Linked DNA regions of Drosophila melanogaster: region 1 is linked to region 2. The links are chromatin contacts, called in public Hi-C maps. All regions are on one chromosome and are shown on one strand. The core of a region is the stretch at or near the end of the contact, and the rest is flanking DNA. Distances in the headings are between cores, read along the strand shown.

The links. Hi-C and Micro-C count contacts between places; a contact is called where the count stands out from the background.
Region 1: a Hi-C map of the Kc167 cell line shows a contact between it and region 2, with 4 times the contacts expected there. A contact is called at or near these places in 35 of 107 Hi-C or Micro-C datasets (the Clone 8 cell line, the D17-c3 cell line, the Kc167 cell line and 18 more) and 3 of 7 datasets of targeted methods (the Kc167 cell line and the S2 cell line).

The regions. Positions count from the first base shown.
Region 1 is chr2L:8,538,942-8,545,118 of dm6, forward strand. Sema1a (Semaphorin 1a) reads left to right here and starts at 3,206. Exons shown (of 22, transcript NM_135399.5): 1 at 3,206-3,271; 2 at 5,603-6,177. CG17834 reads left to right here. Exons shown (of 6, transcript NM_164827.2): 6 at 1,517-2,498. The coding sequence ends at 2,295. tRNA:Asp-GTC-1-4 (transfer RNA:Aspartic acid-GTC 1-4) reads right to left here and starts at 2,682; the gene lies at 2,611-2,682. tRNA:Asp-GTC-1-5 (transfer RNA:Aspartic acid-GTC 1-5) reads left to right here and starts at 2,820; the gene lies at 2,820-2,891.
Region 2 is chr2L:8,478,457-8,485,083 of dm6, forward strand. It overlaps CG43796, which reads left to right and starts at 3,918. Exons shown (of 1, transcript NM_001273325.1): 1 at 3,918-4,549. The coding sequence starts at 4,022. The coding sequence ends at 4,405. dachs (dachs,) reads left to right here. Exons shown (of 9, transcript NM_001201801.2): 4 at 4,674-4,960; 5 at 5,110-5,697; 6 at 6,354-6,627. It overlaps tRNA:Asp-GTC-1-2 (transfer RNA:Aspartic acid-GTC 1-2), which reads left to right and starts at 3,321; the gene lies at 3,321-3,392. It overlaps tRNA:Asp-GTC-1-3 (transfer RNA:Aspartic acid-GTC 1-3), which reads right to left and starts at 3,699; the gene lies at 3,628-3,699.

The DNA.
Region 1 (6,177 bases), core at 1,956-4,455, 60 kb after region 2:
ATAAGAAACTCGAGCTGGTAATCAGTTTTTGCATGCTAACAATCGATTCCTCCTTAGCTGATAAAAATAAAGAAATCGTCAAATTTGTAGAACTTTAGAGCTGTCATTTCATTCTATAGAACACATTTAAAAACTCCAAGCAAAAATGATAACATATAGATATCATCTTCACTTGTTTTAGGTTAATTGAAAAATAATCAATACATCAGTATATCTATAGAAAATAAATTCCGTCTTCATATTATGCATGTTAAATATACAATTATATATTGATCTTTTCAATTAAAAATATTTAAACAGCAGGTGTTGTATGTATCGATATTTAACAAATCGCGTTTAATTGATTGTATGTTCGAATAATCTCAGGTTTCATTTCGAAATAAAACGAAACAATAACAGCGATCAGTAAACAATAAATAGCCCAGTTTCAGTTGTCAATTAAGTTTTATGCACGGTACTATTTTCATTTTTATTTATACTTGTAAATTATATTGTTATACATACGTGTGTATGAGATATCTTAATTACATTCACGTAGTCATCACGTTCTCTTGCTAATGTCGGATGACTTTTCCGATTCGCCAGTCAATGGCTCCTATACAGTTTATAGCTGTTTTGTTTTAAGTATTTCCACATCTACATCATATTATTTCGTCAGAACCCTATACCTTATACCTTATAAAGCTGACGTTTATTGTCGGGGGTCTTGACGATACTTAAATCATACGTCATATTGTATTGTTTAACACATTTTGCTTTCTCAAAACAAAATCTAAGTAGTTACCGATTAAGAATTATTAGGCAGTAAATTAAATGATTTCATAAGTATCTATACATATTTTTACATAACAGAATTAGTATAATCTTTAACTGCAGCTAAATTTTATCCTACTTTTAAGTTTCATTTCACAAATAAACTATCAAAGCGACTTTACTAAGTATGTACATATTTGAAAATGACTTGCCTTGAAAGCGCAATGTTGTTATCCAAATAAAGAAACAAAATTTTATTGCAATTATATACTAAAATATTGACTGAATCAGAATGAATACTATAAAAAATAATACTGATAAGGTACGACTCATTTGATGCTTAAATGCATCTTACCCAATTGCTTGGGTATTTGTTGTCAAATGAAATTAAATTTATAAATCTTAAGAGTACAGAAATATTAAGTCAAAAGAAGGCAAGACTAATAATCTATTAAATTTACTATAAAACTTAACTAGTAAGTTCCGCCTCTAAAATTTCCATTTTAGCCAAAGTCGAGGGCTAGTTATTATCTGCACATATCTTTCCTATCTGCCATGAACTCAACCGTTATCTTGTTTGCCAACCTTTTATGCGTCTTACAATGGCATCTACTTTTCCAACTCTTCCAAAGATAATATTGTCCTCTCTGGCAGCTGGCTAATTAGGGTACAATGAAATCAGGACAATATCTCTAAATAATATGGGTTTAGTTACTTGCAAATGCAGAACACTTTTTAAACGGAGTATATCTTCTTTTTGCAGGAGATGCCACTGATGCGAGAACAGGATCGACCGAGAAGCGAATCACCTTCACCCTGGCTCCCAGTTCGGCCGAATGCTCGCCGTCGGGTAGCCAAACGACACTTACTCCCAAAAAGTTCGAGGCCATTGCCGAGGAGGAGAAGGAGGACGACAAGGCCGATGAGGAGGAGGAGATCATGGAGGAGGTGGTGCTGCGACCTCGCCTCATCGACCGGCATCCTCATCTGCTGGCCAACCCCAGTGGACTGACGACCACGCCCAAACGGATCCTGCGATCCGCCAAGAGCGTTCCGCACATGAATGTCCGTTCGTCGGCCAGTGAGACGGATATATTCTCCATTAGCGGTACGATGACCGGAAGCAGTCAGATCAGCATGACGCCGGAGGTGCCATCGATATCGTTCAGTAATCTGCCTAAGAACTACGAGGACACGCCCACTATTGAGAAGTACCGGGTATCGCAGAGTCTCTATTCCATTCAAACGGCGAATGCTGCTCGGGCCACACAGGATGATTACTCCATGCCGCGCTACTTCCGTCGATCTGCCATGCTATTGACCCAGAGCTCTGAGGTGCTGCCCGGCGCCAGTTCACTGGCCTCCATGTCGCCATCGATGGCCTCGTCCTCTGCCTCGCCCGGGTCCTCCAAGGACGAACTGCGACGGCCAGAGAAGGAGAAGAGCAAACGACTCCAGATGCTGCGTGGCAATCTACCGCCCTTACTTATTCATTCCGTGTCCTTCAAACGAAATCGCGACGAGGGCAAGCAGGTTGACTAGTCGCACTGCAGATATACATATTTATTTGTTAATCACTTTGTCCATGTTTTTAATGTTTTAAATTTATTAGCCTTTAGTACCTGCTTATGCGTTTTCTGTATTATCTTCTAAGCAATGACCTTGTCCAAACAATTCCTCAGTATTCAGATGTACTTCATTTTGAATTAATGATTGATATTACAAAATAAATTGTATTTTACCACAAAAAACAGCGATTAAAGATCCTACTTAATAAATCTTTATAAAAATCTAAACGATATCTATTTGTACCATTTTAAAAGAAATAAATGCGAGCTTGAAAAAAAATGCACTTATCTCCCCGACGGGGAATTGAACCCCGGTCTCCCGCGTGACAGGCGGGGATACTAACCACTATACTATCGAGGATGTTATACAAAGTGAGTCAAACTCGGGTTTTCCGTTTGCGGAGTGTGAATGCTTGTTTCAATTTCATCTGTTCCCCATTTGTACTCTGAAGACAGTGTGCAAGCTCGAGACGGTTGTTTGACAGTGGGTAGACAACATCCTCGATAGTATAGTGGTTAGTATCCCCGCCTGTCACGCGGGAGACCGGGGTTCAATTCCCCGTCGGGGAGAGATGTAAAAATTACTTTTTGTTGATTGTTTTAATTTATTAATTTAATTTTTTAATTTTTTAATTTCAAAATTTAAGTAATGCAATACATGTTTCAGACCAACAAATTAAAATAAAAAATTGCACCATATAGCTTAAAAAAACGTCAAACATGTATATTTAATTAGGTCATCCTGGAAGTGATATATAATGAAACACATTTCAACGGGTATATAAGTTTTGTTAAGGGGTAACTGTAAGCCGGACCCATTTAGCTTACCACCCAATATGGTAGCACTGGCTGTAGAAATTCCCAATGGCAACGCTAGTCGACCAGTTTTCATTCGTATTGGCGTGTGTGTTGTTTGTACAACAAAACATTCTAGTTGTTTTATTTGCAAGGTGCTCATATAAAAACATAAACAATATATTTCGTAGAGTGCCCTAATAATTTATTAAGTTGTGAATTAAACAAATATGAATAAGAAGCGTGTCCAAGTGAATTGGTTAAATTGTAAATTATAAATAAAGCAATACATATAAACGGCCGGCAAAACAGAGAGCGCGTTTTAAGAGAGAACCTAATAGGAAAAGAGTGTAGAGCTGCCAGGTTTCAATTAGGTACCAGGTACCAAACGTATTTATTATTCGAGAAGAACTATTTTTGGTGACTAAATATGGTTTCTGATTATAGAAGTGTTCTCCTAATATATAATTTTTAAAAATTTTTTTCTACACGTGCCCTCAGATTGTTGATATTCAAAATTCGTACACAAACGCCCTTGACAGGCGCAGTCTCACCCGCGCCCACTGAGAGCGGAACGACGGAAATTTCAAACATTATTTCTATTTTCTATTTGAATTGAAACTATGTATTTTCCATAATTTTCAAAATATTCTTGATTTTTTTTGAATAACTAAATTAATTATTTTAAGTATCGCGAGGGAGAATAAGAGTTTAAAGCGGCCGATTATATTGAGGGGGAGTTTCAGTCAACGAAAAGGAAATAGTGAGAGGAGAGGGCTTATTGAAGAGAGCCTCTCATTTTAAAATTTCTCTTTAAGCGTGTTCCTTCTAAAGGACACAAGAAACTAATATGTTTATGAAATAAGAAACTTAACCGTGTATGTGTTTTCCAATTTTGCGTGAACAAATAAAAGAGCTCAAGCATTTTATCGTTTGAGTAATTTTAGATAAAAATTTATTAATATTTTTTAATGTTTTCAATTTGCCATAGACAACATTTTTTCCAATAAAATTCGGTAATATAAATAACATGGTGTTATGGCCTGCAATTTTTATATAAATTTTTAGTAGCACGCTCTTAGTTTAATATTTAGGTCAATAAAATAATTATCCTTATTGTTTTTTTTTTTAATTTGCATATTGTTTGTTGACCAGCTGTTAAGAGAAGAGAGGAGAGAGAAAAAGAGAACCGAAAAAGTGACCGTTCGCGACTTCGCAGTCAGCGCTGGAAAACGCACTAACGCGCGGAAAATGCCCTAGCGCCAGAGAAAGTGCCATTTGAGACTGAACTCTCTTTCGTGCGAGTTCCCTTTTCATTCGAAAATTTAACGCCCGCGCTGCTGCAGCGCGTTGTTGCTCCGGTTGGAAAATATCTGAAAACAGCATTAATAAATAAACAAAAATATTGGATAAATCGCCGGTAGAAACGCTGCATAAAACGAAATTTGGTTTCTTGTAAAATATTATTTTTCAAGATATTTTCTTGTTAATTTCCGGATATTCGACAAGGATATAAATGTTTCTTTCGCGTTGATAAACAAATTCCAGCACCGCTACCTTTGTGTCGCGCAATTGTGAAAAGTGATTTGTCCATTGTGTACATTAATTAATAAATTGGTAATTGCTCAATTTAGAAACATGTGCAATCGAGAGCTAGTGTGAGTGTTTGTGTGCAACAATAATAAAGCCGAAAATTGCCCAATTGCAATTGGCAATCACAACAAAATTGGAATATTATGGCACATTAGAAAAAGAAAATAACGAAAACTGTGTTTCCACCCAAAGTTTAGGCCGCAGCAGAGCGAATCCACAAAAATATACAATTTCGGCAATTTTTCCACATATTTTTCATTGATTTTTCGCCATCCTGCGGGTGTGAGCAAGAGGGCGAGAGAGTTGAAAGGAGAGCCAGGCTTTTGTATTCTGTTTTGGGTACGTTTTGGGAATGAAACGGTCCTGGCTCTCGCTAACCCACCCTCCCTCTCTCTTTGGGATTATCCTTTTTATATTTTGTTTATTTCTCTATTTTCCTGGCCACGTTTTGTGCACCATTCGTTTCGCTGCATTTCATTCTCGCGGCGTTTCAAATTGACTCAGAGAGAGTGAGAGTAAGAGTGGGAGAGAGCAGCACTCTCTTATTCTTCTTCCTCAAACTCACGCACCCCCCGCATAATGTTTTTCGACTCTGCCTTGTGCCCCCCATTCGCATCTCTCCGCAGCGCGTTGCCAACCAAAAAAAGAAAACTAAAGTACTGTTGTCATAATAAGAAATTTATCAGGAAAAAAGTTGAATTACAAAGTGTTTCAATTGATATTTCTTGATCATTTCTTCATCAAATCGTGTTTCATATCGTAGCAAATATTAATTTTAATTCAAAAAGCCCTACATGCCAGATATTTGTGTTCAAGATAAGCTCTTCCTGCGGCCATAACTTTTGATTGGGAAACTGAAATCTAATCCAGTTTTCCTTCTCCCATTTCCACAGTATTTAAGCCAGAAACAAAGTGAATAAGGCAAATTTGAATAAAGAAAAAGAATAAACCAAGAAAATATGCTCAGAAATCGCATCCGTAGCCTACTTATCGCATGAAGAACCGGTACCGTTAAGGGATAATCGCCGTCGCGTTAATTCGACTCCTGCACCGCACCGCCCCGCCCCCCCGTTCGTCGTTTCGTCTATTCATATATCCGATATAACCGTTATCGCGCCCGTGCATCTGCGTCTGCATCTGTGTGCGTGAGTCCTTGTATCCTCTGTACATATGTACAATATTTGTCGTCGTCGTCGTCGTGCATCGTTGTTGTTGTTCTTGCTGTTATCCTATTATTCATCGTCGTCCGCTGGCATTAATCTGCGTATAAAGTAAATATAACAAATTTGTGTTCTTCGGTGTTGTCTCGTGTAAGTGTCTATAATTTGTTTAAGTACGACAAGCGATCGGTGCGAATCAAAAAATTCCAATTCACCAGTCTGTGTGTGCGAATCGATAATCGAGCTATCAGAACAACCACAACAACAACAACAGCCCAATCAATCGATCAATGTCAGCAAACAAACGA
Region 2 (6,627 bases), core at 2,668-5,167:
CAACAAACAATCGGTACTAATTATCACGCGACCAGCGAAACGAGTCGAGATGGTCGGCGGGCGGAGGTTCAAACACTTGACCTCATATTTGAGCAACTGCACGCATCTCGGAGGGTAGAGCCTTTTACCTGTTAGAAATGTTACCTGGCCGAGCGGGAGAGCACGTAACCAGAGCTGAGAGGCCCGACCCGAGATCTTAGGGAGCTGCTCCCAAGCAGCAGAAGCAGCGATCAGTCTGCCGCTGGAGTTTGAATCGTTCGCATCGGGTGCTCGCGTTTGAATGTTGTACGAGTATCTCAACCCTCTCTTTCTCTCGCTGGACTGAAAACCAAGTGAAACGATCGCACAAAACCCAATTAAAGTTTATAATTAATCGGCGAAAAGGTCACGCTGGTCGAGAGTTGAAAGTGCCACCAGCAAATTCGCTAATCTAGTGGATCGATCTGAAAACTCCAATCCATCTCGCCCCGTGTGGCTGTCTGTATACTGTGTTCGAGTGTACCTTCGAGGTATCGAGAGGCATCGAGGTATCTAAGCGCACATCTACACTGGGTCTGGCTGCCTGTTGGACCTGGAGTTAAAGTTGGAAACTCGTTTTTCAAAACCAAAACGACGAAAAAAAAAAGTCTGCACAAAACGAGAAAATAAGCGCGGCCGCGAAGAAAACAACAGCAGCAACTAAAGTTAAAAGTGGGGGGGAAAAAATAAAGCACAATAATATAGGAAAAGCAAAAGCAGATCCAGAACCAAAACCAAAACCTGACGGCCAGGCTTCCAGTGATTTGGTTCGGTTTGCTTTTTGGCCGTCGCTCGCCCTTCTGCATTCTTTTCGCTTGTTTACTTATTTTCGTGTGCTGTGCGGTTGCTTCACTTGTTGCAGCTGCACAAACGTTCGCCCAAACATATACGAGTATATCCCGCTCGCAACATACGTATGTATATATATTTATTCGGACTCGGTTTCGGGTTCGGTCTGTATGGCATAGATATAGATACGGTGCCTGCCAGAGCCTGTGCGGAAAACGAAAAACGAAATACGAATACGAATACGAAAACCTGTTCCTCCGGCCATTTGCGAGTGTATCGGTGGCGGTGAGAGCCTGTATACGGAATTATTCAAATAAGAAAATCGCCGTCTTGGTCGTCGTAGTCGTGGCCACACAAATGTTCAACAACGATGGCCACATTGGGCCTGTCAAAAGTCTTCATACTGGATAAATACTTTACCGAATTGCAAAAATTTTGGGAGACGGAGAAGAAGCTGCAGGGTAAGTTGGACAATATCCCTAGTCTATCCAGTGACAGGAATTTTAAGTTTGTTGTCCAAGTCTTTTGTACAGGGGTAACGCAAATATTCATCACCATCTTCAGAAATTCTTGAGCATAAACAACTTTCAAAGGAACACATATGCAATTAATTCCTTTGGATAATGATGTTAGTGAAGAAAATACTTAGTTATTTAGTAACTTACGGTTGGAAGGGACAATCATTTAAACTGATACTGCAGCTTAAAGAACTGGCACGGTAAAAATCAAGTTTGTTGCTTAAATCTTTCGAATGATTATAGACAAGATGCGCCAATTTTATAGCATATCATTGTTAACGCAATTAATCCAATATGAATTGCTTATTCATATGTTTTTAAAAGCTCACTGATTTTATTCTAATATTTTTGGACCCCAATGACATGTCCGACTGAAACATAAGCTTAACTTTATATTAAACTTAATGGTCAAGCCATTTGCTTGATTTCTTTTCTGGACTATCTGTCTAGAGTGTCAGTTGATTGGTTCTCGACTTACTTGTCTTTACCATCTTGGGCTGCCTGTTTGAGTTTTTCAATCAACCTCCATGAACATTCGCAGTCGATCGCATTCATATTCATAATCATCGGCAATAACTACAAACCGAATCCGCTTATATGGATACCTGGTTGTATGGGTGTCGCTTGCCTCTCGACTTGCAACATTTCATTTGAGCGACGCGACTGTTCTTCCACACCAACCTTCTCCATTCCCAAGCCCCTGGGCCCACTAAGAGCAGATAACTTGTGCTCGGCTACCAGTTTGGGCCAACTTGGTTACTCAGCTTCCACGAAATTTTGTCGCCCGCTCCATAAAAAAAAAACCCTGAGAACTGAAGCGTAGAGGAAAAGCCAATAAAGCTAATTGCTAAATACATTAATTTCAGTACATTAGTCTAGTTGGTGAAATTATCACCGATTAATTGATTGGAACAGAGACTCGAAATTGTTCGTTTGACTTCGATGTCAGACTTTTCTGTACCTTTTTCTGTGGCTTTTGTCTTATTTCTTGAGTGCAACTTTGGGCCACAGAAAGCACTAAAAAAAACAACAACATCAAAACTGGTTTCCTCTGTCTGAGCTCAAGTCATCAATGATATTGTTTTTTGTATATTGTCGACTCTGATTTTGTTATAAGCCTTCCAGCTTGCCTCTCTGTTTTGGCTCACCGACACATGGGTCGAAGGTATATACCTTTGGTAGTAGTACTCTGCATCCAAGCTTTTCTCCGTTTTTCATTAGCTAATTAATTTGATTTCCCGCTGAAGGCTGTAAAAAATAGTAGACAAGTTTCTGAAACGCATAAGCTTAATAAAATCTTGTTAGCTTGTCAGCGTTTTTCGTGGTGTTGGCTTGTAACAATGACCTCTCGGCCCTGTTTTGAAAGTCTTCATAAATCAGTTGGCATTATTAGCTGTTCGTCGAGTCTGCCCATTGATCTTCTATTCTGGATGTACACACGTCTTTGAAATTTTGTAGTCACCTGCCGCCAATTTGTGTTTCATCTTAGCGCTTTCGGTGTCTCTATTTTTCGTTAACTCCGGCGAAATTAGTTCATTAACATTTTATGTAAATGCTCACCATCTATATCTATTAAAATGACTTTTTCTGCTCCTCTGGCACAAGCCTACCAAAGCGATTCGCGTGCACAAAAGTCTGTTGGCCCGGGCGAAATTAATCGATGTGAATTGATTTTCGTTGTATTGAGTTGTTAATTAGAACTAATTAAATTCCTTTTCGCCATAATGAAGATTTCCATATGGTCTGCTGATTATATGTTTTTAATAGAGAGCCAAAGGCTTAATGCATGTAACTGCAATAAAGGTGTATTTATTCAAGCAATAGCTTAACCAAAAGATTAAGACACCTGTCTTTATTATTTACTTTATTTATAGTACTTTCAATGTGTACCAAAAATCTATTTAAACCAACATCTATTTTAGCAATAATTTAATCTACCGGGATTCAAGTGAAGCACAGATTTAGAATAGAACTATTGGCAGGCGAAATTCAACGTCCTCGATAGTATAGTGGTTAGTATCCCCGCCTGTCACGCGGGAGACCGGGGTTCAATTCCCCGTCGGGGAGACGATTGTCAATACTTTTTTTTTATTAAAATCTTATTTAAAGAAAAGCACATCCCTAAAACATGTTACAATTTTTGGAACTTTTGTAAAACAAAAAGATGGATATAAAAATATAATTTCAATGATCATATTGCCAAGTTTATGCATTATCTTTCTTTATATAAATTTGCAAGAAAAATATTCACTTATTCTCTTGTAATTACATATATGAGCTAAAAAGAAAGGAAATATCCCATCTCCCCGACGGGGAATTGAACCCCGGTCTCCCGCGTGACAGGCGGGGATACTAACCACTATACTATCGAGGATGTTGCGCGCCGATTGCCAATAGTTCTATTTCAGATTCTTCGGTGCTCTCAGTGCAAATTATTGTGCTAAGAATTCAAGGAAACATAAATAACCTATTTTTGGAAAATTTCTTAAATAGCCCAACTTATCAAAACCACCCAAATATTTGAAGGTGTCTTTATTTGAACCTTCTAATTTATCACACTTTCCGTGAATTACCAGTCATTGGCTGCACTCTTTGACAGACAATTCATTAGGTTTCAAGAGCTTTCTTTTTCTTTGTTGACTTTCATATACATAAACTTGTTAAATATGAGAAAGGAACCAATTCCTGAAGTAGACATGAGGATGGTGGCCAAAAACGCGGAGGTTCATCGACGAGGCATTTTGGGTTTTGCTCCCCGGATCGGATTGGTCAATGTTGACTACGACGATCTGGACAGGATTGACAACTTCTATTTGGAGACCCAGAGGTATCGGGACTATTACCGCGATCCGCACAACATTCTGCACAAGCCGGAGCGTTTTCGGCAACATCAGGGAAAATGCTCAATTAAACTGGACACCAGTGTCCAGAACTTGACCAGGCCGATCCGTTGGGTCAAAGAGAAAATGCCTGTGCTCTATCCTCCTTCAAGGGACACTGCGATGATGTTGGGCACACCGATATCATCTAGGATCATAGGCCAATACAACAAGTCGACTTGCGCATCTTTTCTTCATTAGACAAATTGAATTTTAAGCGGCGGCAGGCGAACTGAGATTCCTTGCGAAGTCTTTATTTCCAATTAAGTTGAATGCACTTAGTGGTCCGAAAGGCGCACGCAGATCATCTCAGTTCATCTGTCCACCGAAGGCAGAGCTCGGAATAAAATCAAAAGTATTAATTGTCTATTAAAAAAAAATTTTGAATGATAAACAAGACTATTTCACTTTTCGTCGGTGTTGTAACCAACAATGTAATAAAACAATAACTTTATCCGCTTTTCTTCAGATGCATCTTCATCCAACGAGGCAGTTCATCTGCAGCAGCGGCTCAAAAGCCTGAGCACCGAATTGGTGACTCTGCGAAACCGCCTGCATGTGGGTCATGGACCGGGTCAGGGTCAGAGCCAGGGAAATGGCGCGCAGCCCGTCGCCCCAGCTCCCAATGCGGGTCCCAAGGCCAACAACTTTGACCTAAACGCATCCAGTCCGAATCTCAATCTGAGTTCCAGCGGCGCAGGACTTTCAGCCAGTGCAGTTCAGCAACACACCAATGGACATCACACGACATCGAAGGTAAGTTATGGTATTTAAACATATTCTAAAACTAGGACCCTACTCTAGTATATACAAATCTTAAATCGAACTGTAAGAGCAACAAGCTTGTCCACATTCGATTTCCTTTGATAAAGATGTTTATTTCTCTTCACTCCTCACTCTTATAGAATCACAGCTTCAGCCACACATTGCCCGCAAACTCGGGCTCTGGTGGAGGAGGAGGCGCTGGAGGAGGCGCCGTTGTGTCGGCGAGGAACACGTCGATTCCACATCCACTTCCGCATCAGTTGGCCGAGAAGCCGGGCCTGTCGCATCAGCAGAGTGGCAGCGGACATGGTCAGTCCACCGGGACACTGCCACATATGAGCGGCATGGGAAGTATCCTGGGGCAAAATTCCCATTCCCATGCACCGGTCAACAACAACAGCAACAACTCCAACACGCTGCCCATGCGCACCTCCAACTCCGGACACCTGGGCATCAATGGCGGAGGCGTTGGCCACCATCTCAGCCACGCCCACAGCCAGCAATTGCCATTCATCCCGCAGTCGAAGCACACGAATCCCTGCCAGAGTGTGAAGACTCTGCCCTTTGGATTCGGATTCTCCGAAAGTCAGCAGAAGATGCAACAGCAGCAGCAACAGGGCAACTCCTCGCCCAAGGACATGCAGGATCTGATCCACTTGTCGGGACCGCTCACCGAACATGCCGTGATGCGAACGCTCCAGGCCCGATTCAACGAGCGGCGGTACTTTGTGAGTATTAGCGGGATCCGCCTTGGCGAATCACTTGTGTCCACATAGAGGAACATAAACCATTTGAAACCGGTCCCGGAGAGACGGGTCTACAGCAATTATTCTGATAGTTTGTCATTAAAACCCAACTCCGTTTGCACTCAGCCTCAGATTAACTGCTAATTTCGACAATTACTTGGCGGAAGGCCGAGGAAGTCGATATGATCTAGTCGAGGGGAATAGTTTGACAGCCGGTGTGGCGGATGAGGTGTGAGCATATGAACAGACCAGTTGGGTCTTGGATCGGGTTTTGCACATTTGCTGGTAGTGTTTACTCAATTTAATGGGATGGAGATTGTTAGTTTTTAGCCCCGCTCTTTCTTTATCCAAGCATATCTCAGAAGTTATAAAAAAGTGATTTAAACCTAATTTGATTATGTAAAATAAGCAGTTGTAGGGCATTTAATACCATTTTTTACAGAAAGGTTCTATAAGCAATTAGATTCCAAACCAAGATTTTTTAGTTTTAAGACGTCCAAATATCCTGCGAAGTGGCTTGCTGACCCCATTGTTCACTCATTTATACATGTTTCCTCGAATTTATCAAATGACTTCGAAGCATTTGACTCACCCGGTTAATTAATGTACTATCATTTATCTTGCGCGCGGTGTTTCAGACGAACGTGGGTCCAATCTTGCTCTCCATCAATCCGTACCTGGACGTGGGCAACCCGCTGACCCTCACCTCCACCCGCGCCATGCCGCTGGCCCCGCAGCTGCAGAAGATCGTCCAGGAGGCAGTGCGTCAGCAGAGCGAGACGGGCTATCCGCAGGCCATCATTCTCTCGGGAACATCGGGCGCTGGAAAGACGGCCAATGCGATGCTGATGCTGCGCCAGCTCTTCGCCATCGCCGGCGGAGGTCCAGAGACTGATGCCTTCAAGCACCTGG